Linked DNA regions of Mus musculus: all the other regions are linked to region 2. A link is a contact called in public HiChIP or PLAC-seq and promoter capture Hi-C data. All regions are on one chromosome and are shown on one strand. Each heading gives the region's core, a stretch centred on a gene start, on an enhancer-like site or on the middle of the called end of the contact. The rest is flanking DNA. Distances are from core to core; before and after follow the strand shown. Region 1 holds the start of Phpt1 (phosphohistidine phosphatase 1). Region 2 holds the start of Gpsm1 (G-protein signalling modulator 1 (AGS3-like, C. elegans)). Region 3 holds the start of Edf1 (endothelial differentiation-related factor 1). Region 4 holds the start of Uap1l1 (UDP-N-acteylglucosamine pyrophosphorylase 1-like 1). Region 5 holds the start of Fbxw5 (F-box and WD-40 domain protein 5). Region 6 holds the start of Adamtsl2 (ADAMTS-like 2). Region 7 holds the start of Abca2 (ATP-binding cassette, sub-family A (ABC1), member 2).

Region 1 (3,410 bases), core at 385-2,884, 740 kb after region 2:
AGTCCAGAAATCCATGTTAACCAAAGCCCGATGTCCTTACTTCGAGCACTTCCCCTAACCCTCCTGTCTGGGGTGTATCAGGCTCAGAGGGCTACTCCCTGTGCACCCCTATGAGGTTGAGGCAATGGGCGTAGCCAGCACTGTACACGTACCAGTGCCGCCTGTCCTTCAATACTCTCACCTTAGTCTGGGCACTTGTAGACAAGTTGGAATACTGGGGAATTTTCAGGTTAAGGCCAAGGTACAATCCACCCTGCCAGATGGAAGCCTGAGCAGGGGAAGCAGTGTGGGCGGCGACCCAACCAGAGTTAAGATCTGGGTAAGGATTTGAGCTCCCAACACCTACCCAACAAGATGGCCTTAAAAATCTGCCTTCCAGAGAAGATGGAGAGGTGGGAAGCGTGTGCTGACGAATTAGCAGACAACCCTACTGAGAGCAGCTCCTACCACGGAATGACTTGGGAATGAGTAAGGAACAGGGCTGTCCCTAATTAGGAACTGGACTAGGAAAGGTGCTTAGTAGTGAGCCACCAAGTGTGGGTACGGTTAAGGAGTCGGTGCCGAGGCCTGCCCCGAATCCAATCCTGTGTGCAAAAGTGCCCTGGCTGCACTCCAAGCTGAGAGAGAAGCCAAAGCCTGACGTGTTGTGGAGAGGTCTAGGCTTCCCTAAGCCCCTTGCCTGACCCCGTACCTGGATCTGAGCCCAGGACTTTGTGGAGGGTGTGACCCAGAGAGGGCTTGCGACCAGATTCTCCAAGAATCTTGGGAGAAGAAGAAGCCCCAAGCCCTTAGGAGCTCTGAAAGTTCAATTGCAAGAACCTGGGACACACACCTATGCACGAGGGTGTGCACACGCGCCAGCTACCCTCGACTGGATGTCCCCGGGACACTCCAGCTCTCTCTCCTTGGCCCCTGTCTTAGCACATGCCCGGATGCCGCTCTTGCAACACTTGCTGCCCCGCCGCCTGCCGCCCTCCCCAGGGGCTCCACAGTCCCTCCTGCGGCAGACTGGCAAGAACGCCTCTGACGAGAAGGGCAAGTGCTTTCGAACCAAGTAAAATAGAACTTGAATGTAGCTGCTGCTAATAACTCGGTAGTGGTGGTGGTGGTGGTCGTCGTCGTGGCCGGGGGGGGGGGGGGGGGGGGGAGCATTGCGTCAAAGCTTCCGGGAGTAGGAGCTTAACAACCCGCAACCGGAGTATTGTGGAAGGGGAGGCCCGAGGGTGTGAAGTGGAGTATGCAGGGGAGTACTTGAATTTGGAGAGACCGGAGAGAGATCCTCCGGTTTACAGGTGTTGGGGAAGAGAGGACTTCGGATTTATGGTTTACGGATTGAAGCCTTAGGACCCAGGAGTGGAACCGGAGTGCGTCCTTGCATCCTTTTGCTGCCCTGCAGCGGGTTGATTTACAGCACCACGGGTTAACCTATGCCTCGGCTCCTTTAACTGGGACTCATGAGCCCGATCCCAAAGCTGCAAAGAACTGGGTTGCAATTGGCCAGTCCGTGCCTCAGATTGGAGGTACAACTGGCTGAGGCTCTGGGCTAGGTAAGCATTCCCTCACGGGATTGGCCGTGGCTGCCAAAGGGCCCGCCTCCCTACGCATAGGCCTGGGTCGGGTTTGGTAAGGGGCTGTGGGGCCCAGAGATCGAGCGCTTCGGGGAACATGGCGGCGGACCTCGGTCAGATTCCTGATGTAGACATTGATTCGGATGGCGTCTTCAAGTATGTGCTGATTCGAGTCCACTTAGCAGAGCCTTCTGGGGATCCGGCGAAGGAGTGCAAGGAAATCGTGCGTGGCTACAAATGGGCTGAGTACCACGGTGAGGGCGGGGCCTCTGTGCCCTTGGAGGCGGGACGAAGGTTAGGGGCGGGGCCTTACAGTTGCTGGTAGCGGAGTAGTGACTGCTAATATATCATGACTTGTACTAACACATAGCTAGGCTGACCTAGAAACGTCGGGATTTGGGCAGAAAGGAGTGCCATGACTGGGATCTTCTTAATCCCGTCTCTCACTTCGAAAGTGTCTTCTTCCTCCCGTTCATCTTTTTGCCAGCGGGGGAAGGGCTCATCTTCTCTGGGAAAAAGACCACCAAGAGCTGGAGCTTCTGACCCCATATCCAGCCCTAGAGTTCAGTGTGGGGCCAACAAGGGCGGCTAGGGCATATCCTGAGGCCACTCTCCCCACCCCAGCGGACATCTATGACAAAGTGTCAGGCGAGCTGCAAAGGAATGGCTATGACTGTGAGTGCCTAGGCGGCGGGCGCATCTCCCATCAGAGCCAGGACAGGAAGATACACGTGTATGGCTACTCTATGGTGAGCTCCAGTCCCCAGGTCTCAGCCAGACTGCAAAGCTCACCTTTGTGAGCCTGACCCCACCCCCACCCCACCCCACCCCACCCCTCACACCACCATTCAGGCCACCTTTGGGACTCTGAAAGTTGGAGCTACAGAACCCTTACTTAAGGGCTGAATGGGTTTTCCTTTCCCCACGTTTTCCAAATGACACCTTGGGCTACATCCCCGACTTGCTCCAGATCCTGATGGGTCTGTGTCCTGACTCTCTAGGGGCCCTTGGAGCCACCAGTACTGGGGTCAAATTCACAGTTCTATGTTGATCCTTTTTCATAAAGTCCACCTTAGACCCTCAGGCATCACCTGAAGAGCTCTTCAGTCCTCATCATGATCCCAGTATGATTAGGATGGTAGGATCTGCTAACTTTCCCCAGGGCTGCTATTGCTGCGGCTTCTGGGTGGGCTCCCAAAGCAAAAAACTAGCAAACTGGCGGTCATCCTTTCTCTAGGGTTACGGTCGTGCCCAGCACTCTGTTTCAACTGAGAAGATCAAAGCCAAGTATCCTGACTATGAGGTCACCTGGGCTGACGATGGCTACTGAAGCTCTGCCCCACCCCCCACCCCCCGGACTAAGTCAGGTCTCTGCTCTTGCTGTGTTCTGTTTTGAGGGGCTGGCCCTGTGCTTTCCTTTTGTACCTTAGGCAGCATAGCACCTGCCAGGCCTTAGAGGCCAGACCAATCTGGTCCATAGGAATTAAAAGCATTGATATGCCTACTAGTCCCTGACTTGTGTCTTGCCTTCTTTACCTTTGGATTGCACCGGACAGACCTGCTCAGCTTCAGGGGCCCTGGGAACTACTGGTGCACACTCAGCCCCCTAGGTGCAGATAAGGGGGCCCCTGCATTGCAGCCATTTATGGCTTGATTGTTCCTCCATGAAGCTGCTATCCCCAAGGACATCTGGGAGGGGGCCCCACAGGCCTTGCACAAGAAGTCAGTTCCTGGCCACCTAAGGCCTGGGGTGCCCACAAGTGCCCCCTTCCTGTAGTTCATCCAGGAGTCCCACCAGGAAAGGGTCCTGGCAGCCATTGTCCCGCCAGCTGGCAGGCTACA
Region 2 (3,130 bases), core at 162-2,661:
TGTGCTCTGAATGTCCACCTCCCTCTCTTACATGCGAGCACTCGCACACACATACATACACACACGCACACGCACATGCACACACACGTTGCAGTCTGCCTAGTAGACACCTCCTTCTCACAGGGGTGGCTGGCCCTGAGTTAAATGTGACCCCACAGAGCCTCTGCTCCCAGGGGACTCCAAGAAGCTGCTAGCAAACCTCTTACCCTTGCACTAGAACTTGGAGGAGGGTGTGGGGCTCAGGCATGATCTTCAACACCACACAATGGGGACACTGTCTCTGAGCTGCAGCATTAGAACACTGTATTAGAACGGGACGGCAAGGATCTGTTCGCCAGGCACCAAGCCCTCATTTTGCTCTTTGGGGGTACTAGGCAGAGCTTGGCTAGCTGATGAACCACCCCACTTGAGTAGATTTCTTCAGGGTTGACCCCTAACAGGGAGACCCCAGATATGGGGAAGGGCTAGACGAGGTGGGGGCCAGAAGCTAACTGAAGGATGCTGGGCCTTCCTTTAGGTCTGATGACAGCCCCTGCCCAGAACTCAGGCCGGTCCAGCTCAACCTGAAGCCAGAGTGAACTGACAGCTCTGGTCCACTTCTGGGATCAGCATCTCACCGGAGAACACCCTCATCCATCAAAAGGGAGTCACCAGGGAGGCATGGAGCCAGGGGCAGGACTATCCTGTCATTCCCAGTGGGCGGGCACACAGCACAGACCGCTCGATCACCTGTGAACCTGCCTGGAAGGCAAATGCCTTTGTAGGGAAGCACACACCCACTTGCCTGGCTCAGGCCCAGCTCCTTCTGGCCTAGGGCTGGGGATAGCTAGTGAAGGCAGGGCCCCATCATGACAGCCTGGGTCGTGGCCATGCTACACCAACACCGGGTCACGGCAGTGTCAGGCTTGAGAAGAGAACTCCAGATAACGAAGACTGGCATCCATGCTACTCAGGGTCCCGCAGAGCCGGGTGGTGGAGTGCCCGCCCCGTAAGCCCTTTTGGCATCAGGACAGGGTTGCAGGCAGAACCCAGTCCCAACCCCTCTACCGCGAAACTGATCTTTGGGCCCTGGGCCCCGCGCCCCCACCGCTCCCTACGCAGATCCAGGGAGGCGCGTCCCCGGCCACGTTGCGCGTCGCCGCAGCAGCCTTTGTTCTGGGCCGGCAGCCTCCCGCCCGCGTCTGCCGCTCAGGTCCCCGTTCCCATCCCGGTCCTTGAACTACCTGGAGTAGAGGCGCCTGGAGGCCGGGCCCGGGAGCTCCTCGGCCACGGGCGGGGCCGGGCTCGCCATGAGTCGGGGACGCGCCGAGCAGGAGCACCGCCCCGCTCTGCGGCCGTCCGCCTGCCGATCTGCCCGCCTGTCCGCGCGTCCGTCCGCCTGTCCGCGCGTCCGCGGGAGACGCCGAGGAAGTGATGTGCTGGGGTGCCGCCGCCCCTCCCGCCAGAGCTGTGATGTCACCGCCGCCAGGCGGAGGGAGGGTGGGGAGGGGCAGGCGCCCACCGGCCACCACTGCGGCGGTCCCGCCTACCGTGGGGTGGGCGGGGCTCTGTCTTTGAGGTCCAGTGCAAGGAGAGTCCTGCTCTAGTGTGGACAATGCTGTGTTTCCTTTTCTTTGGGGGGGAAGCCCTGCTAAGCCTGGAGTTTAGTGCTTTTTCTTACACACACACACACACACACACACACACACACACACACACACACACACGAGAGTTTGCTGTCACACACACATCCTGTTCCTTTCCTGTCACCTCTTGTGGGGTACAGGCCATGCAGATGCTCCTGGGGCTAAGGAGAAAACAGGTCTTCCTAGATGGAGTCAGGGTGGGAGGATGCTGTCCAGCCCTAGGCAAGTCTCTACCTTCCTAGGGCTTTCACCACCAGATTTCATGTTGAATTTCATCTGTGAAATGCAAGCGTTTGGAAAACATACTGGAAGAACACCAGGAGCCCACGTGGGAGGCTGGCCGTTGCTCATTCATCTGCCTACCCTCCTCTGAGTTCTCCCAGGACCCTGAGGATCTGAACCTCGGAGTGATCTTTCTTCATCCAACTTGAGTAGCCTTGGAGCCTTCACCTCAGCCAACCCCCAGCCAGCCACAGGGCACCATCTGGACAGCCAGTTCCATTGGGACTCACCCAGGTCTCTGCTCTTCTCTCCAGGCCACTCTAAATCTTCTTGAAAACGTAGCTGTGACCCTCAGTGGAACAGGAACATGTCAGGGTGCAGACTATGGCAGTGTCCTTGGCAGTTTTTCTGCACCCCTGGACCCTGGTCTGAAGAGGGACACCATGCCAAGGTCACCCCAGACAGACCCTGCAGACGCAGCCCACAGTACAGTGGCTTCAGGCGGAGAAAAATGGCAACAAAAACAAACACAAGATAAAACTGGGCTGTTGGCCCTGAGCTAGTTTGTTTTCCTAGGAAGGAGCAGGAGCGAGCAATGAGAACCATCTGTGCCTGGGGCGAGGCGCAAGCTTGCTGCTGTCCCCACACCTCCCCCTAAGACCACAGGAGCCAGGGCTTGCTCTCTCTTGGCTAAGGCAGAGTGTGTGTTATGGCTGGCCAGGCACCACCCACGTTTGCTGAAGTCTCGGGCCTGGTCCCTAGCAGACCCTGGCTCTGGAATGCAGGCGCTTCCTGGTTGCCTTCAAAGGATACAACATACACATGGAGGCTGCTATGACCCACTTGGTGTCAGACTGGGCTTAGATTCCCAGGCCTTGGTTTTAGGAGGCCCTTAGAGACATACTGCAGCAATACAAGCCCCTGCGGGCCCCCAGCTTTGCCAAGGACCAAACCAATGAGCCCCATATGTGATGTTACAGGGTTCTGTTGTTAGGCCCACAACATTCTACTGGGGACAAATTTGCTTCTTCCTTGAGTCAGGAAGAGGGCCACAGGTTGCGAGTCAGCTCTGAAGCAAGCTGTCTGAGGATTCAGTTTCTGTGTTAGAAAGACATGAACTGCCGGGCATGGTGGTGCACGCCTTTAATCCCAGCACTTGGGAGGCAGAGGCAGGCAGATTTCTGAGTTCAAGGCCAGCCTTGTCTACAAAGTGAGTTCCAGGACAGCCAGGGCTATACAGAGAAACTCTGTCTTGAAAAACCAAAAAAAAAAAAAAAAGACAC
Region 3 (3,286 bases), core at 376-2,875, 760 kb after region 2:
CAGCGCCCATAGAGCCAGAAGCGGGTGTTGGGGTCCACCAGACCTGGAGTTACTGGCAGGTGTGAACTGCCATGTTGATGCTGGTACCTGACCTTGGGTCTGTAAGAACAGCAAGTATTCTTCACCACAGAGCCAACTCTCCAACCCTTATTACTATTTCTTACTGTGCCTAATCTATAAACTTCTTCATGGGTGGGTATATATGAGTAGGAGAACACACACTACATACAGGATCCAGCACAACTCAGTTTCAGGCATCTACTGAGCAGCCTCAGAATGTGTCCCCAAAGAAACAGGGGTACACTGTACACACATATCTAGATAACATGCATTGAACTACTGCTAAAAGAACCAACTCACTTTTACACTAAGACAGGTGTGAGCTGGGTATGGTGGCACAGGACTGTGATCCTAGCCCTCAGAAGGCTGATTCAAGCCTTCTTAGTGCTAGATACACTAGACCCAGAAATCAATATCAGAGCACGTGCATGCGCACACACAGTACAGGCGACCAGGTTCTTTATTGGAAACAGAGCTAGTTTTCTTCCAAACTCTGCTATAAAGCAGAAAGGTGTGGAATGCTGCCCTGGCTTCTTCGGCCAGTACGGTTCCTAATGAGAAATGACACACCCCACAGTAGTCTCAGTAGTCTCCCTGGGAAGTAGGACCACTAACGATGATGCCTGGGCCACAGTAACTGAGTATTAACATCCTGCTTCAGAGGAGTGGCATGTGAGCGTCTCTGTGTAATATGCTCAGACTTTCTACACACTTAAGGATGATTCCAAGTTCTCCTGAAAAGAGGACTGTGGACTTGGCTTCAACTATGGCAAATAACTCCAGCTCTGGTCAGTACCACTTAGGGAACCACAGCATCCAGGGCTCAGGGACACAGAGTTCACCTATGGAGAGGACATCAGACCAATGTCTCACACAGCCCTCTTTATAGGCTGACATCGCCTGGGTGGGCATCATGGGCAGGAAGCCACCAGTGATGCCAGCACAGGCTGATACCAGGTAAGGGCAAAACCTTCAGCAGGACTGCCCCTACCCTGGTTCCCAAGTTTCCTGCGCCTAATGCCCACGTTGCCCACCCCACATTTAGTGACCAGCCAGGTTCTCTGACCCACACTTGCACCTGTTCTCAATCCTGTTTTCATCTCCATCCAGGTCCTCACCCAGGCCTGTCCCAGTCCAGAGCCCAGGCCACATTCCCATCCCCCTGCTCCGACCTTTGCCCCAGCCTCGCGCAGGTCAGCTGCCCTCTACCCCAGTCTTTTCCCGTACTCCATCTCCAAGGAGTACCTGTTGTCCCCCAAGGTCTCCACCCTCGAAAGATCCGTTCGGGTCCCCACCCACTGCCGGATTCCCCGGCTCGGCCCAGCGACCGCAGAGCGCCGTGCGGCCCGGCAGCTTCCCGCCGCCCCCCGCTGGCTGAGCACCTGCTTAGACTTGGCCTGTGCGGCCGTGGGGCCCTTCTTGCGCAGCACCGTCACGGTGTCCCAGTCACTCTCGGCCATGGCGCGGCGGGGGCAGCGATCCGTCCGGCGGCTCTGGCAGCTGCTCGAGACCCGGCGCGGCGACGCGACGTCCCTTCGTCGCCTCCCCGCTTCCGGCGCCAGCGCCTCGGTCCCGCCCCTGGTTCCCATTGGTCGGTGGTTCCAGGAGCCCGCACTTCCCGAGCTCTGCGGCCAATCCGCACCCGGCTAGTCTAGGGACCCGCGGGGGCTGCCCGCGGGCGGCGCGTGGAGGGCGACGCCTGATCGCCGCCACGGTTCCAGTCCCGTGTCCCTGTGGCTGCGCAGGGCGGAGCGCCAGGGGTGGGAATTGTGTGGGGATCGAAGGGAGCGGAGAGTGAGGGACCCTAAAGGAGAGAAGAGCGGAGAGGACATGGAGAGCAGACGGGAGGACCGAAGAAGAGAGTGGAGGATCCCGAGAAAAAAAGTGCAGAAGAGAGAAGAACCTTAGTAAAAAGAGTGGGGACCCGGAAGAGAGCTGGGGCGGAGAGGGAACACAGGTATCTGCGAGGGGAGTGAGGCACGGAGAAGGGGGCCCTGGAGACCTACACACACGCCATGCTAGCACAGGTGCCGTACAAGTGGGATCCTACTGATCCCAGCCGGTCTCCACCACCTTACTTCTGGAGAACCTGGGCCAGCGTCCCCCACACCAGTGGGTATACACCTGTCTTCCAGGCCACGCCTTAGGAGATCCCAGGATAGAATCCAGGTTCTCTTGTGCTTGTAGCTTGGCATTATACCAGTACTTCGAAGTTCCTTTGGAGGTGCTCTCTGGGAGAGAAACAGCAGCTGGCAAATTTTGTGGGGCCAGAAACATGTGAACCATTGATGGCTTCTTTGGAATACATAGAAACAAAATTACTTTAAAAATAAGCAACTCAGCCTCGAGGTGGTGGTCTTTAATCCCAGCATTCGGAAGGCCGAGGCAGAAGAATCTTTGGGTACGAGGTCAGCCTAGTCTACCAAACGAGCTCCGGGACAGCCAAGGCTACATAGAGAAACTGTCTCAAAAAACAAACAAAAACACCCTATAAATACAAAAATACACACACACCAAAAAAAGGAGCCTGGAGAGATGCTCTCTCTCCAGGAACTGCTCTTCCAGAGATCCTGAGGTCCCAGCAACCACATAGTGGTTCTTGACATCTGTATTTGAATACTATGCCTTCTTCTGATGTGTCTGAAGACAGCTACCGTGTACTCATATACATTAAATTAATAATAATAATAATGTAAATTACTTCTGCAACACCCGTATTTGCCAGGTGGAGATATGAGGATCAGAAGGTCAAGGTTATCTTTAGCTACAAAGCAAGTTTGAGACCTTCCAGGACTACATGGAACCCTGCTTGGGGAGGAAAACAAAATGATTATAGAGGCATAGTGGCTAAGAGCATTTGCTGCTCTTGCAGAGAACCTGAGAACAGCAGGATGTAACTCTAACTCCAGCGGCATTGATTCCCTCTTCTGGCCTCTGAGGGCACTAGGCACACAGTTGGTGTACAGACATGTAAAGGCAAAATGCCCATACACTTAAAACAAGATGGAATACACACCACACACACTCCACACACACACCACACATACATGGTGGTGGTGGTTTGGTTTGGTTGGTTTGTTTGTTTGTTTGTTTAAAGGCTCACTGTGTGGACTGGCTAGTCTGGAACTCATAAAGATCTGCCTGCTTCTACCTCCTGACTAGTGGGATTAAAAGCATGCACCTTCACTCTGGATACCAAAAAATAAAATAAAATAAAATTTTTAAA
Region 4 (3,211 bases), core at 197-2,696, 950 kb after region 2:
GTAGGCAGTGCTCTTAACCACTAAACCGTCTTTCTAGCCCTGCTTTTATACTTTTTACAAGAGGTTTTATCTATACCAGGTGATGATGGTGCTCACCTTTAATCCCAACACTAGGAGGCAGAGGCAGGCAGATCTCTGAGTTTGAGGCCCATCTGGTCTACAGAATGAGTTTCAGGACAGCCAGGACTACACAGAGAAATCTCATCTCAAAAATAAAAAACAACACACACAAAACAACAACAACAAAAAGAAACAAGAGGTTTTATGAAAAAGCAAACTAAAGCAGTAAGGGGATGCAGAGCCAGTCTGGAACAACTGAGTTCCTAAAGGTAGGCAGGTGAGGGGAGGTGGGTGCAGGTTGAAGCTAGCCTGGGTCTGCCTGCTGCCCCCAGGCTAGCAGTGGGGGTTCTAGGTGAATGCTTACAGGGTCAAGCCGACTCCTCTCAGGCTCAGCTTCTAAGGAGAGAGGCTCCCAGGCCGCTGTCTTGCTTCTGGGTTGCTCAGAGGATTAGTCAGAAGAAAGAGAGACACTGACACATGACAGTCATCAGCCTATCGGGGATTGGAGGCTAGCTGCTTCCCAGAAGCACTTTTTCCAGAAGTAACTTTTCCCAGTTTCACAAAAGGCACTTTTAGCAAGTCAATTTCCACACACCAAAACCTTTTTTATCTGATCTAGGGGTTGTCTGAAGGAACCATCATCTAAGCAATTCTCAGCCATTCGAGACTTCCTGGTTTGTCAGGTATGTCTTGGGACTAAGTTACGCTAAGGCTACTTCAAAGCGTAAGTGCCATTACTCCGGAATTCATGCCACAAACAATGGCTCTGCAACAAGTCTGCTGCAGACAACCCTTCTGGCTGTGGACAGGGAGGAGGCTGGGTTATGTCTGGTCAGCCCAGTGCAGATACCTCAGACTTCTTTCTTCCCCGGGGCAAGGACAGAACAGTTTTTTTTTTTTTTTTTTTTTTTAAAGATTTATTTATTTATTTATATGTAAGTACACTGTAGCTGTCTTCAGACACTCCAGAAGAGGGAATCAGATCTCGTTACGGATGGTTGTGAGCCACCATGTGGTTGCTGGGATTTGAACTCTGGACCTTCGGAAGAGCAGTCAGGTGCTCTTACCCACTGAGCCATCTCACCAGCCCAGACAGAACAGTTTTATTCACGTGGTGGGAATTACTTAGGAGAGAAATGACTAGACCTTGGGGTACTAGGAAGGCCTGCTCTGGACCGTACACCTTGAATGCTGGGAGGCCAGATCCTAGGATTCAAGTCCGGAAACGCGCAGGGGAAACTGTATTAAAAGGGTTAAAGATGGGAGAAGCCAAAGAAGACAGAACAGCAGCCCAAGAGGAAAAAGGGGCGGGGTCCTGGGTGGAGGTGCCGCACCCTGGGCCCGCCCCCCTGGGATCTCAGCCCCCGGCCTGGTCTCGTGACATTGGTCAGAAAGTCACGAGTACAGGCTGAGGCGGCCGCTGCAGTTGCAGTATGGACTCGGAGAGGGATGTACGCGCACAGCTGCAGCGTGCGGGCCAGGACCATCTCCTGCGCTTCTATGCCGACCTGGCTCCGGAAGCCCGAGCCGCACTGCTAGCGGAGCTCGCCTCATTGGAGGCCGACGCGCTGCGTGAGCACTGCCAGCGCGCCGCAGCTGCGGGCGCGCTAGCTCCGGGTCCTCTGCCGGACCTGGCTGCGCGCCTGCAGCCCCTGCCCCCAGAACGCGTGGGCAGCGCGATCCGCTGTGACCAAGAGACACGCCTGCGGTGGGAAGAGGAAGGTAGGCAGCGCCGTGCCAGGCTGGGGTTGGGCAGGTCCGGCCCGTTGAGGCCGGAAGAGTTAGAGCCTATGGGCGGTGGGGGTAGTGGGGGCGGAGTGGAGGACACGGACTCGGGAAGTGCAGCGGAGAGTTATTTGCCTTGCAACTTCTTCCTCCTGTGCCTAGTAACCCCCGAAGTCGTGCTCACTTGTGGTTCTCCAAAGTGAAAGAGGCCTTATCTCACGATGCACCTCTCCTCCAGGTTTCCGACAGATTTCTCTGAACAAGGTAGCTGTCCTGCTGCTGGCGGGTGGGCAGGGCACTCGCCTGGGCGTCACATACCCAAAGGGCATGTATCAAGTTGGGCTGCCCAGCCAGAAGACCCTGTATCAACTGCAAGCAGAGCGGATCCGGCGTGTCCAACAGTTGGCTGACCAGCGACAGGGGACCCACTGCACTGTGCCCTGGTGTGTCCTCCATGCCAGCCTCCCAAAAAGACCACCCCTAAATTGACCCAGGCCTACCCCACACCAAGACCTTAGACCCAATCTTAGCACGGCCCTAGACAGAGCCCAGTACTTGCCATTACTGAACCCCTTCTAGACTTGCCAGATTGAGCTGGACTCCCCTGGAAGCAGCTCACTGCTAGGACATTTACAGGTACATCATGACCAGTGAGTTTACCCTGGGACCCACAATCAAGTTCTTCAAGGAGCATGACTTCTTCCACCTGGACCCCACTAACGTAGTGCTGTTCGAGCAGCGCATGCTACCTGCTGTGACCTTTGAGGGCAAGGCCATCCTGGAACGGAAAGACAAAGTTGCCATGGCCCCAGGTATGGCCCACACCTTGGATAGGAACAGGTTGCCCCACCTGGGCCACAGAGTACAGCTGTGGATCAGGAGGCCTGACTCCCAGGTAAGATGTACTCAGGCAGGCTATGTGGCCCTGGGCATGTGGCTCTGGCCAGTCTGGAGTCACAGGCTCTTGGTTTGTGCACCTGCAGCACTTACTAAACTGAGCAGGAGATCAGGCCACAGTCCATGGGTATCCTACTCCTTTCTCCTTTATAGATGGCAACGGGGGTTTGTACTGTGCACTGGCTGACCACCAGATCCTGGAGGACATGAAGCAGCGGGGTGTGGAGTTTGTGCATGTGTACTGCGTAGACAACATCTTGGTGCGGCTGGCTGACCCAGTCTTCATTGGCTTCTGTGTGCTTCAGGGAGCAGACTGTGGTGCTAAGGTGAGTCCCAGGCTTTCATTTTCCTTGGCACTTGGCTCTGCTCTTGCTAAATCCCGTCCCTCCTACTTCCGGCCCTCTAAGTCTATGCCCGGTGGCTGCAGGTGGTGGAGAAAGCATACCCTGAGGAGCCAGTGGGTGTGGTGTGCCAGGTGGATGGTGTCCCCCAGGTGGTGGAATACAGCGAGATCAGCCCTGAGATTGCT
Region 5 (3,521 bases), core at 295-2,794, 810 kb after region 2:
ACTCACGACTCACTAATTAGGTCTCAGCCACAGGGGGCACCCTTCTGCTCACAGAGACTCCCTCTTCCCCAATATGGCCCGTGTGTCCTTGGGCCATGAGCCCCTGCCCTGAGCCAGCAGGTTTAGGGGTGTGTGTACTGACCTGGGTGGCGGGGCACATCTCGAGCCACCTGGTAGTAGCGGTAGAATTGCTCCTTCCATAAGAACTCATCCCGGGACACAGCCTGCCATTGGCGGCATACCAGCCCAGCAGCCAGCACATCTGCAGGGCCCAAACTCAGGAAGATCTGGTAGACAAGGCTGTCGGGGAGCAGGGGCAGGCCCCCCTCATCCATCGTGACATTCTGCCCAGACGGTCCTGAAACCCACCAGTGGCGGCTCTGAACCCAAGCCTCCTCATCGCCAACCCCAGGGAGAGACTGATAGTCTGGGGTTCCAGACATGGCAGTCCTAGCTAGCCCCACCAACTGCCCACCGGAGAATTCCACTGCACTGAGCATGTGCGGGGGGAGGGGAGGGATGTGTGCATCTCTCTTTGTGTGTACAAGTAGCACTGCCCCACCACAGACCCAACACTTCTTGAAGGACCCAGGCAGTAACGTTGCACCACCTTACATTCTCCAGGACACCAAAGGACTTGCTGGACCAGACAGCAAGCCCCTGAGTACTACTAGGCCAGGTAGAACCTGCGAAGTGGGGGGCAGCCCCACTTTCCAGGTGGGGGCCTTTGATGCCTTCCCCAATGCTACAGGGCACAGGGAGGCAGGTGAGCACAAGACAAGCAAACAGGTCTGGGCTGCTCAAACTGGCAGGTCCAAGGTTTAGCAGCCCACCCTGTCTTTGACCTTGCTGCTATAGGACTTCAGGCCAAGGCTGACTTTCTTCTGAGAAGGGGTTCCTGCTAGCCAGTGGCATATGTCGTTCTGGACTCAGGAGACAGCCTGGCCAGGAGGGTGGTTAAGAGTGATTGGGGTTTCTGAATGTCAGAGGAGACATCAGGGACCACGCTTTGCTGCTTAGCTAGAGTGGGCAGCAGCTCCTTCATTCACCCACTGAACACCGGAGGGTGGATTGGGACGACGTCAACCTGCCAAGGCCATCACTGGCCAGATAAGGCCACCAAAGGCTGTACAAGTGTAGACATTGCAGGAAAAAAATATGGTGACAGTGAACAAAGCCCGTGAAGGTGACAAAAGCCAGTTAAAGTAGGACAAGGCAGAGCGAGGCCCATGACCGGGACCAGGCCCGAGAAAATAAACGAAGGCCACGATCGGGGACAAGGGACACCGAAGGTGGCAGAAGGCTGGTGAATGCAGGACTGGGAGTAATGGGGCACAAGGCTGGTGACTGGGGACAGGGCAGATGACACAGGTGAGTGAGCACGGCGGGGCCAAAGCCGGGACTCACCGCGGTGCCTCTGCCCGCTGCGCTGCGCCCGGCTTCCGCCGCCGCTCTAGTCTCCACCTCCACGTCTTTATGGAGGCGCCAGGCTCGACGCTGAGAGCCCCGAGGCATCGATGGACCGTTCCCCCCCCCCCCCCTTCCCCGTCTTGCGCCTGCGCCTCAGGCTCCGACTAGCAGCCAGCGTTTCTTATGCGCCTGCGCAAACTCTTACTTTCCGAGCGTTCTGACTCACAGAACAGTACTCACTCCTGGCTACCCTAAAGGACGGAGGATTGAGCCAGGCTCAGCTGGGCCGGTTCGAGACTCTGCCTCTGCTCTCTCTGCTGCTGGGCTTTGAACAAGTGACTTTATGAGCACGTTCTTGTTGGTTGTGGAGTTAAAGACAGTTATTGCATGCATAGGGTTGAGCACTGACCACAAGTGGAAATAGGGGTGCAGAGGTCAACTCTTAACTTTGCACTTGGGACACAATGCCCAGCTCCTATCAAGGCTAGGTTCTAGGATGGACCCTGGCTTGGGTTAGGGGTTCAGTAATCGGAAGACAGATGTGGACTTCCTGGACTGTGCTTCCTGTGGCACTGGACAGTGGACTCTGACCTAGGACAGTGCACCCCTCCACCTCGCTGTCCTGTCACCTACTGTCCGTAGCAGGTTGGCCATGCTGTCTCCAGGGGCTGTGTTGTTCTTCACCCTGCTCTTGACAGCCAGTTCGCTGGGCCAAAGGACTCGAAAGCCTATTGGGTCTACCTCCCCCATCAGCACTATCCAGGCCCAGGTCAATTTCAGTGCTCAGAAGGTAAAATCTGGGAGTGAGTGGGGGTAGGTAAAAGAGCAATAAGAACCTGCCTAGCTTGGCGGGATTGGTCCAGGGTGCCCCATTTCCCCAGTCCTGAGCACTCATAGTCAACTTCCAGTTTGCAGGGACATGGCTCCTGGTGGCTGTGGGCTCTTCGTGCCGCTTTCTTCAGGAGCAGGGACACCGAGCTGAGGCCACCACATTGCACGCAGCTCCCCAGGGTGCAGCTATGGCTGTCAGCACCTTCCGAAAGCTGTGAGTCCCAGCAGGACTTCATCCCAGCCCCTGAGCCCATCTTACTCTGCCCTCCTGACTCTAAACCTCATCTCTAGCTCTTCTGTGGCCTAGATAGCTATCCCATATGGCCTCTCCTGGGTTGGGGTTCCTAGAGTCTGGGTGCCTCCTCTTATGACATACCTTCTTCCCCTCCCCAGAGATGGGATATGTTGGCAGGTACGCCAACTCTTTGAGAACACAGGGGTCCCTGGCCGCTTCTTGTTCCAAGGTGAGGCAGGGGCATCAAGGGAGAGGGCTCTGGGCTGGAGGCAGAGGGGAAAGGACTGATGTGCTGTTGTGGTTCTGCCGCAGTCTCACGGGCCCGTGGACCAGTGCATATGGTGGTTGCTGAGACTGACTATCAGAGCTTTGCCATCCTGTACCTGGAACAGGGAAGGAAGCTGTCTGTGAAACTATACGGTGCGGACTAGTCCTGTGATCATACATGGCCTGTGCTTTTCACACATGACCTGTGCTCTGCATCCTCCAGGTCCACCTTGATGGACAGGGCGTCCCCAGATGGACACACACCCCTTCTCATTCCTTTTCTATCCCCATACTCTTGGCAGTAGGCACCCTTGATGAACAGCTACACATGGGATGGGGTGGGAACTGGATGGGGCAGGGACACACAGCTGACCTGGCTGTGTGTCCTGGGTTCCCTGCCATGTTGAAAGCACTGGAACTCTGCCTACCCCACAGTCCGCTCACTGCCAGTGAATGACTCTGTCCTGGATGTGTTTGAGCGGCGAGTCAGGGAAGCCAACCTGACAGAAGATCAGATTCTTTTCTTTCCCAAGTATGGTGAGTGTCCCCAGCCCGTGACCCTCCTGGGTGACGCCCGACCCCCTCTTACTACTGCCTGGGCCCCTAGGTTTCTGCGAGACTGCGGACCAATTACACATCCTGAACGGTGAGTGGTCAGTAGGGCAGAGCAGTGAAGGGCTGTGGTCAAGGTCTTTCCTGCCCCTGCTAAGGTTTTTATCTACTGCAGAGGTGCCGCGATAAGGCCATCTAGTGGAGAAGCTGTGGACAGTGGGCTACC
Region 6 (3,439 bases), core at 383-2,882, 760 kb before region 2:
GACCAAGGGGCCTCTCTTCCCAATGATGGCCAACTAGGCCATCTTCTGCTACATATGCAGCTAGAGACATGAGCTCCGGGGTACTGGTTAGTTCATATTGTTGTTCCACCTATAGGGTTGCAGACCCCTTCAGCTCCTTGGGTACTTTCTCTAGCTTCTCCATTAGGGGCCCTGTGTTCCATCCTATAGATGACTGTGAGCATCCACTTCTGTATTTGCCAGGCACTGGCATAGCCTCATACAAGACAGCTATAACAGGGTCCCTTCAGCAAAATTTTGCTGGCATATGCAATATTGTCTGGGTTTGGTGGCTGATTATGGGATGGATCCCCGGGTGGGGTAGTCTCTGGATGGTAAGTCTCCATCCTTTCGTCTTAGCTCCAAACTTTGTCTCAGGGCCCTTCTCTCTTGAGAGAACAGAGATATGGAGGAGGGGCAGAAGGAGGTACAGCCTGCACCTGGCTCCTGATTCCCTTCCAACAAAACAGCCCCTCAAACCCAAACACCCACCAAGGGTTACGGTGAATCAAATCAAGAGAGCTTCCAGCCTTGCTGCTCCAACTCTCAGAATGGCTGCTGCGCACCTCAATTTAAACCCTGTCCTAGAAAGGAAGCTAATGTAGCTTGTCCCAGGTGGGTGTCATCTGCTGGTGAGTTAGACAATGGGCTTCAGAAAAAAGAGGCAGCTTGCCCAAAGCCACACAACAAGGTAGCCTACTGCCCCCTCCCCCACCACACACACACACACACACCACAGAGCAAACTTAGGGACTCAGTCGCACCCAGCAATTCCAGGGGAAGAAAGTCTGGAAATGGTCAGCACCCTCGAAGCCCTGATACCAACTGTCCTACTGTCCTACTGTCCTTCTGTCCTTCTCCCTCTCCCTTTTTTTCTCCCTCCCTCCCTCCTTCTCCTGCAGGTGTCCAGGAGCTTGGTCAGCATCACCCTTACGTCCACCCACCCCCGACACTGAAGGTCTCCATCTGAGTCCCTATTTTCACTCCAGCACAGAGTCCCCATCTCACACAGTCCCATTAGCCTCCATGGCTCCCCAGTCCCTGCTGCTGCCAAAGACAGGTGCCCAGTCAGCCTCACACTTGGTTTTCATTAAGGCTCCCAGACACTGCTGGATTCCAGCCAAGTCCAGCTCAAACAGGATCCATCTCTCCCTAGGGTCCAAAACCTTCAACAGGCCCACCACAGCATGGCTTTGCAGACCAGACAGCAACTGCTAGTACCAAGGTTGTTGCCTCAGGACCACCCTGCCACTGTGTGGCATAGGTTGTTCCCCCCTTTCTCTGTGGTTGAATACCCTCACCAGGGGCTGGGACATCCCCCGGCCCCCATTCTGAACAGCTTGGCTGGTCTGGGATAAGCTACATCTCACACCTCCCAAAGACCACAGTATGAGCAGGGACAAGTATGTAGTGGCCTACCTCACCCAGGGTCAGCAGGTTGTCCTCCTTTTAGAGAAAAGGGTGAGAGCTACTGCCAGGTGCACGGTGCAGGAAGGTGAGTGCAGAGATGTGCGGGCTCTGCCTGTCTCTGGTCCTGCTTCCCCAGCTGCCTCCCTCTCCCACTTCAAAGAGCATTCAAGGGAGGGGGTTCCCAGGAGGGGCTCTCAGCCCAGTGGCTGCTCTGTGGCCGCAGCTGCCTTTATAGCTGTCAGGCAGACGGGGAGGAACTCACACTTCCCACCGCTGCTCCCCCGCCCAGCCTGCTGGCGGCTGGCCGGGCGCACACTTTAACCCGCTCTGCTCCTCTGGAGTATGGCCAGGCTGTCCAGCTGCCTGCTGGCTGCTGCTGCCACAGTCCAGGATCAGTGAGTGAGCCTGAGACTGGCTTGCCTAGGTCCAGAGTGACTGACCCTAATGGATCAATTAGCCTGAGGTCATGTGGAGGGAGGTTGGCAGTGGTGGAGCGGAGCCCCCTTGACCCACCCATCTAACTTCAGCTTCCAGAGAAGGCTGGAAACCATGTGATGTCCAGGCTTTCGGCTCCTGTTCACAGGGAAGACACAGAGGTCCAGACATTGCACGGGTGCAGGCCACCCTCCGTCCTTGGAAAACAGACCTGAACAACGGAGGAACTGAGATACATCCAGAGATCAACCAACCAATGGCTCCAGGGAGAGGAAGAGGTGGCTACAGCCTATCGACCAGATGTCTAGGAAGATCGTCGGCACGGGGTATTCTGCAGATGTTTGGTACCAGCTTGGCTGGACCCCACAGCAGCTGGGCAGCTATTGGCAAGCAAGCAGGACTCAAGAGCTCTGTCCCTGCTGAGCTAGAGCTGAAGTCTTATGAATCCAAGAGGACTTTGGATGATGAGATGTCTGCTCTGACATTTCCTGCTCTCTGAAGCACCCCGTCCTGGAAAACAGGCACCTTCAAATGCTAAGTGATTCTGAAACAACATCCCACAAGCTGGCTGAGCCATTTCATCCATGCCTCTGTCCCTGTAGTGGGGACTGGAAGTCCTCTCCTTTTCTCTGTCCCTCCCTCTTGTCCCTCCCTCTGTGCTAGATGATAAGCTTCTTCAGCTGCCTCTTTGGGCTGCTAAGAGTGATACCCTGGGGGAAGTCTTGTGTCTGACCACCAGACCGCAGCCAAGAACAAAGCAACCAGCAAAAACCAATCAGCACCCAGCCTCTCTGTGAGGCTTGAGTCAGGTGACAAGCATCTTCATCATCTGTACTTTACCGAGGAGAAACTGAGGCTGGGAAGTGGAGTGGTCTGCTAAAGCCACCAGTCAAAGTTGTGACAGATACAGGTTGCGGCGCTGCTCTGCCACACACCCTCTCCTTCTGCCTGGTTCTTCAAAGATGCTGGCTGGCTCTCCCAGCTTAGACTGCGACAGGGGGCAGAGGGTCAGCTCTCACTCTGCCGGTGTTCAGTAGTGACTGACCTTAAGGTATTCAGCTTCTGTTCTCTGTCACCCTGACCTCCCATGACCCTTATCCAGGCTCACACTGCCCCCCTGGGGCCAATAAGAAGAAGCACAGACATTCTACAACCTGACACACAGCACACACACACACATGCATGTACATGTGCACAGGATCTCACTGGCAGACCCAGATCAGATCTCCCTTATTCTGGAAGCCTCTGCCACTTCTCCTCCACCCTGGCTGACTACCAGACCCTGTACACCCTGGAGCCGACCCAAGATCTCCTGGCACTTCTGGCTTCCACATGCTCCAGCGCCGGGGTGACTAACAGTTTCCCTTGGGAGGGACCCCACAGCCAACTGACATGCCCACTCGGCATCTTCCTTTGGCCTGGCCACTTGGAAGACAGACCTGTGGAGATGTATCGTTGCCTTTGTGATGCCCACGAGTGTGTGACTCTCTAGGTACTGGCTTCCTGCATTAGCTATGCCTTCATTTCCCTATGGAAGATCCTTAGGAACTTCCATATCCAAGACTCCCTGGCAGTC
Region 7 (3,174 bases), core at 533-3,032, 890 kb after region 2:
CTTCCTGGAAGAAGACAGCCACTGCTGGTAGCTCAGCCATAGGTTATGGATCTCCTCTGTGGTCTAATTGGTCTCTGGGAATGTTGAAGCATGCGAATTCAGGAAAACCCAACAGATCCACATAACAGGCAGGGGTCAGTCCTAGGGAAAAGGCAACGGGCACCTCCAACTGACTGTCACACAGCTGGACTCTTCTCCCAACTTGCTGTGGCAGGAACTATGTTGTGGCCTCTATTCCCAAGCCCTGAGGGGTGTTCCTGATAAGCAACTTTGGGCTAGCTAGCACTAAGGCATGCCTACATACACTCTGTGTCCCTTCTTCCCAGGGACTCAAAAGCTATAGTCACAGGGCTGCCCCTTCAGACCCCACACCAGCCAACCAGAACAGAGAATGTACCCAGTCCTGGCAATCAGCCAGGGCCAGGTGCCCACGGGAATTCTGCCAGGCTGTGGTGATGACTGCTACCCACCCTGCCTACAGACCAGAGTTTCTTATTATGAATCTAAAGTACTCAAAGAACATAGGTGGAGTGTTGCTGCCCAAGGGGTCCCTGGGTATGAGCTGGTTAAGGCCCTTCTTTTAGGTCCTGCACTCTCTTGTCTCCATCCTGGAAAATCCCAAGGGCCCTCGGACACTCTTGCTGGCCCAGGACTCTCTGGATGCCCTTGCTCTTCCAGGGACTGGGATGAAAACCAACACTGCAAACGCCATCCGTGCCTGGCATCCTGCTCCTCACACAGGACTCGTACCCCAACACTCTTTATACCCTGCCTGGCCTAGACAGGTACTAAGAAGCTCAGCAGAACCCAGCCCCAAGAGAGGCCCAAGGCAGGAGAAATCAGAGGAGCAGCCTCAGGAGAAACTGGCCCCAAAGGGTGCTGGGATTTAACAGGTTGAGTCCACACAACAAGGACATTCCCAGGGATGAGAAAGCAGGAGTAAGGGTTGTGACTTGCCAGGATGGGTTAGGAAAGGAGATGAAGGGAGGAGAAGGTGGTGGTGGTGGTGGTGGTGGTAGTGGTGGAGGAAGAGGAGGAGGAGGAGGAAGAGGAGGAGGGCGGTAGCAGCGGCGGCGAAGGCTGTTTGGTACCAGCTTCAGCCTAAGGTGCTTGCCCAAGGGCAGAGTACCAGTAAAGGGAATGAAAAGACAGGTTCCTATGGGGGCCCCAGAGATGATGGGACCAGGGCTCTGAGTCCCTAAGCTGAATGGTGTGTCCCAGCTAGCGCTCTGGACCAGGAACCTGCACCTAGCTCTAGCTGAAGTCCAGGGACCACCTGCCCCCACCCCAGCCTGCCAGAAAGCGCTGCGGAGGGCGCCGGCCCGTGACTCAGCCGTGCGCTGCGAGTGTCAGCGGACCAGGGCACAGCCGAACCCACTGCCGGAGGCCCGGAAGCCCGCGGAATCGTCCGGCCCCGAACAGGGTCTCCGGTGGCGCCCTCCCGGGGTCTGCGCGCGCCTGGACACTGCACGTGCACGCGGAGAGCGCACCGGCAAATTGGGCGCGCGGCCTGCGAGCCCCTAAGGGCGGGCGCGGCTCGCTCACCGGGCTCCGGCGCTTCAGCGTCACGTTCTTCCAGAGCAGCAGCTGCAGCTGGTGCAGGAAGCCCATGGCCGGGCCGCGCTCCGCCGCTTCAGCGCCGCGGCCCTGTCCTCTGCGCGCCCCGCCGGGCCCCGCTGCCGGCCGCGCCGCTCGGCATCGCCCGCGCGGGGGCGGGGCGCTCGAGAGTCCAGGACCTGCTGCTCGCAGGCTCCGCCCCGGCGGCCGCAGCTACAGAGACTCGTCGCGCCCGCGCCCGTCGCCCCCACTTAAAGGCGTCTCTGCGCCCGGGTAGCCGCCAGGGGGCGCCCGCGCCCGCCTGCACCTGCGCACAGCACTAGGCCTCGCTGCTCACTGGACCCATAATGCAGTGTTTCCAAGATCCCTCACAGCCCCCATCTAAACCAAGATCCCGGCTCGCACCTTTCCGAGGTCTAGGGAGAACGCAGGTACCCTATGCTTCTCCCAGGAGATTCCAAATATGAGTCTCCAATTGAGAGATTTACGCAGAGGGGTACCCAAGGTGTTTACTGTCCTGTTTGGAAAACTGAAGGAGGCTTGGTCACCATTAGATTGACCCTCCTCACTTGTAGAGACAGGAAGCAGGGTCAGTCACTCATTTAGAGGAGAGACATTGGTCCGTTAGGAGAATCCCATCGCGGCTTGAGGTGCAACAACACGATGTGACTTAGATATTTTAAAGAGGAGCCTGATGAGAGGGACTGCGGTAGTTCGACCACCTTCACAAAAGCATTCTGTGTTCCTCATAGACGAGCCACCACCTGCTGATGAAATGGCGTTTACCTAGATTATCAAAATGCAGAGCAACAGCAGGTCATGGCAGATTTACCTTTAACCCAGCGCTCAGCTCAGGGAGGCAGAGAAAAGCAGATCTTTGTGAGTTCAAGTCCACACTGGTCTACATAGAGAGACCATATCTCAATAAAATAAATAATAGAGAGCAACCACGCACGTGTAATCCCAGCATCAAAAAGGCAGAGGCAGAAGGGATGAAGTATTCAAGGTCATCCTTGGTTATATAGAGAATTCAAAGCTAGCCTGCGCAACATGAGACCCTGTCCAAAATACTCTCTCTCTCTCTCTCTCTCTCTCTCTCTCTCTCTCTCTGCAGGTGGAGACAGCTGTTTTGAGGTCCAGGGTATCATCCAAACACATTTCTTACATAGTTTTAACTGAATTTAGAACACGTAAGGTGCATATGCCTGGGGTCACTGCAGTCCACCTGCGATTTCCATGCAGGTGAGGCAGATGCCCAGCGGGCAGGGCAGCAGAAATGCTTACCAGGTATGAAGAGCTAGACACACCACGTGAAGGGCTGGGTGTGCATAACCGGAAACTGCTACAGGTCAGAGAGCCCTAATTCTGACCTGAGAAAGTTAGGTTTATATTCAAAATGATGCTGAGACATCACAACTGTGAAAATTTACCACAGTCATCCATTGTGACTACCAGATCAGGCCTCCCTGCTCTAGCCAGACTGCACAAAAGGGGCTGGAAAGCAGGGGTGACTGAGAAGACAGGTTGTCCCTTATATAAGAGGTTTACTTGCTACCCCAACACCACCCACCTCCCCACCTACTCCATATTCATGTAAGCCTAGCATCTTTCTGCTCT

Evidence for each region. Promoter capture Hi-C pulls out the DNA fragments that hold promoters and counts their contacts. HiChIP or PLAC-seq counts read pairs in DNA pulled down with a chosen protein or histone mark. Capture Hi-C pulls out chosen DNA fragments and counts their contacts.
Region 1: a promoter capture Hi-C map of pancreatic islet shows a contact between it and region 2. The contact joins the promoter of Phpt1 here to the promoter of Gpsm1 in region 2. A contact is called at or near these places in 2 of 39 promoter capture datasets (cranial neural crest and second pharyngeal arch cranial neural crest), 1 of 115 datasets of contacts at active chromatin or transcription factors (astrocytes) and 3 of 9 other capture datasets (adipose tissue, liver and pancreatic islet).
Region 3: an HNF4G HiChIP or PLAC-seq map of pancreatic cancer cells shows a contact between it and region 2. The contact joins the promoter of Edf1 here to the promoter of Gpsm1 in region 2. A contact is called at or near these places in 1 of 39 promoter capture datasets (hippocampal neurons) and 2 of 115 datasets of contacts at active chromatin or transcription factors (microglia and pancreatic cancer cells).
Region 4: a FOXA1 HiChIP or PLAC-seq map of pancreatic cancer cells shows a contact between it and region 2. The contact joins the promoter of Uap1l1 here to the promoter of Gpsm1 in region 2. A contact is called at or near these places in 1 of 39 promoter capture datasets (embryonic stem cells) and 2 of 115 datasets of contacts at active chromatin or transcription factors (bone marrow-derived macrophages and pancreatic cancer cells).
Region 5: a contact with region 2 is called in a promoter capture Hi-C map of hippocampal neurons, with 4 times the contacts expected there. The contact joins the promoter of Fbxw5 here to the promoter of Gpsm1 in region 2. A contact is called at or near these places in 1 of 39 promoter capture datasets (hippocampal neurons) and 1 of 115 datasets of contacts at active chromatin or transcription factors (pancreatic cancer cells).
Region 6: a promoter capture Hi-C map of pre-B cells shows a contact between it and region 2, with 2.7 times the contacts expected there. The contact joins the promoter of Adamtsl2 here to the promoter of Gpsm1 in region 2. A contact is called at or near these places in 3 of 39 promoter capture datasets (liver and pre-B cells).
Region 7: a FOXA1 HiChIP or PLAC-seq map of pancreatic cancer cells shows a contact between it and region 2. The contact joins the promoter of Abca2 here to the promoter of Gpsm1 in region 2.

What each region holds. Positions count from the first base shown.
Region 1 is chr2:25,573,095-25,576,504 of GRCm38.p6, reverse strand. It overlaps Phpt1 (phosphohistidine phosphatase 1), which reads left to right and starts at 1,634. Exons shown (of 3, transcript NM_029293.2): 1 at 1,634-1,822; 2 at 2,193-2,317; 3 at 2,806-3,074. The coding sequence starts at 1,666. The coding sequence ends at 2,898. It overlaps Ajm1 (apical junction component 1), which reads left to right. Exons shown (of 1, transcript NM_001005424.2): 1 at 1-1,089.
Region 2 is chr2:26,313,814-26,316,943 of GRCm38.p6, reverse strand. Gpsm1 (G-protein signalling modulator 1 (AGS3-like, C. elegans)) reads right to left here and starts at 1,411. Exons shown (of 14, transcript NM_153410.5): 1 at 1,224-1,411. The coding sequence starts at 1,291. Gm52505 (a long non-coding RNA gene) reads left to right here. Exons shown (of 2, transcript XR_003953775.1): 2 at 518-1,595.
Region 3 is chr2:25,556,186-25,559,471 of GRCm38.p6, reverse strand. Edf1 (endothelial differentiation-related factor 1) reads right to left here and starts at 1,625. Exons shown (of 5, transcript NM_021519.2): 1 at 1,443-1,625. The coding sequence starts at 1,520. Gm35476 (a long non-coding RNA gene) reads left to right here and starts at 1,944. Exons shown (of 4, transcript XR_866044.3): 1 at 1,944-2,017.
Region 4 is chr2:25,363,898-25,367,108 of GRCm38.p6, reverse strand. It overlaps Uap1l1 (UDP-N-acteylglucosamine pyrophosphorylase 1-like 1), which reads left to right and starts at 1,446. Exons shown (of 9, transcript NM_001033293.3): 1 at 1,446-1,782; 2 at 2,024-2,228; 3 at 2,422-2,597; 4 at 2,836-3,008; 5 at 3,110-3,211. The coding sequence starts at 1,494.
Region 5 is chr2:25,498,773-25,502,293 of GRCm38.p6, reverse strand. Fbxw5 (F-box and WD-40 domain protein 5) reads right to left here and starts at 1,544. Exons shown (of 9, transcript NM_013908.5): 1 at 1,408-1,544; 2 at 143-358. The coding sequence starts at 335. C8g (complement component 8, gamma polypeptide) reads left to right here and starts at 1,788. Exons shown (of 7, transcript NM_027062.2): 1 at 1,788-2,200; 2 at 2,319-2,455; 3 at 2,635-2,705; 4 at 2,789-2,896; 5 at 3,179-3,280; 6 at 3,351-3,389; 7 at 3,471-3,521. The coding sequence starts at 2,063. The coding sequence ends at 3,484.
Region 6 is chr2:27,077,572-27,081,010 of GRCm38.p6, reverse strand. It overlaps Adamtsl2 (ADAMTS-like 2), which reads right to left and starts at 1,632. Exons shown (of 19, transcript NM_029981.2): 1 at 1,438-1,632.
Region 7 is chr2:25,427,207-25,430,380 of GRCm38.p6, reverse strand. Abca2 (ATP-binding cassette, sub-family A (ABC1), member 2) reads right to left here and starts at 1,782. Exons shown (of 49, transcript NM_001368624.1): 1 at 1,546-1,782. The coding sequence starts at 1,611.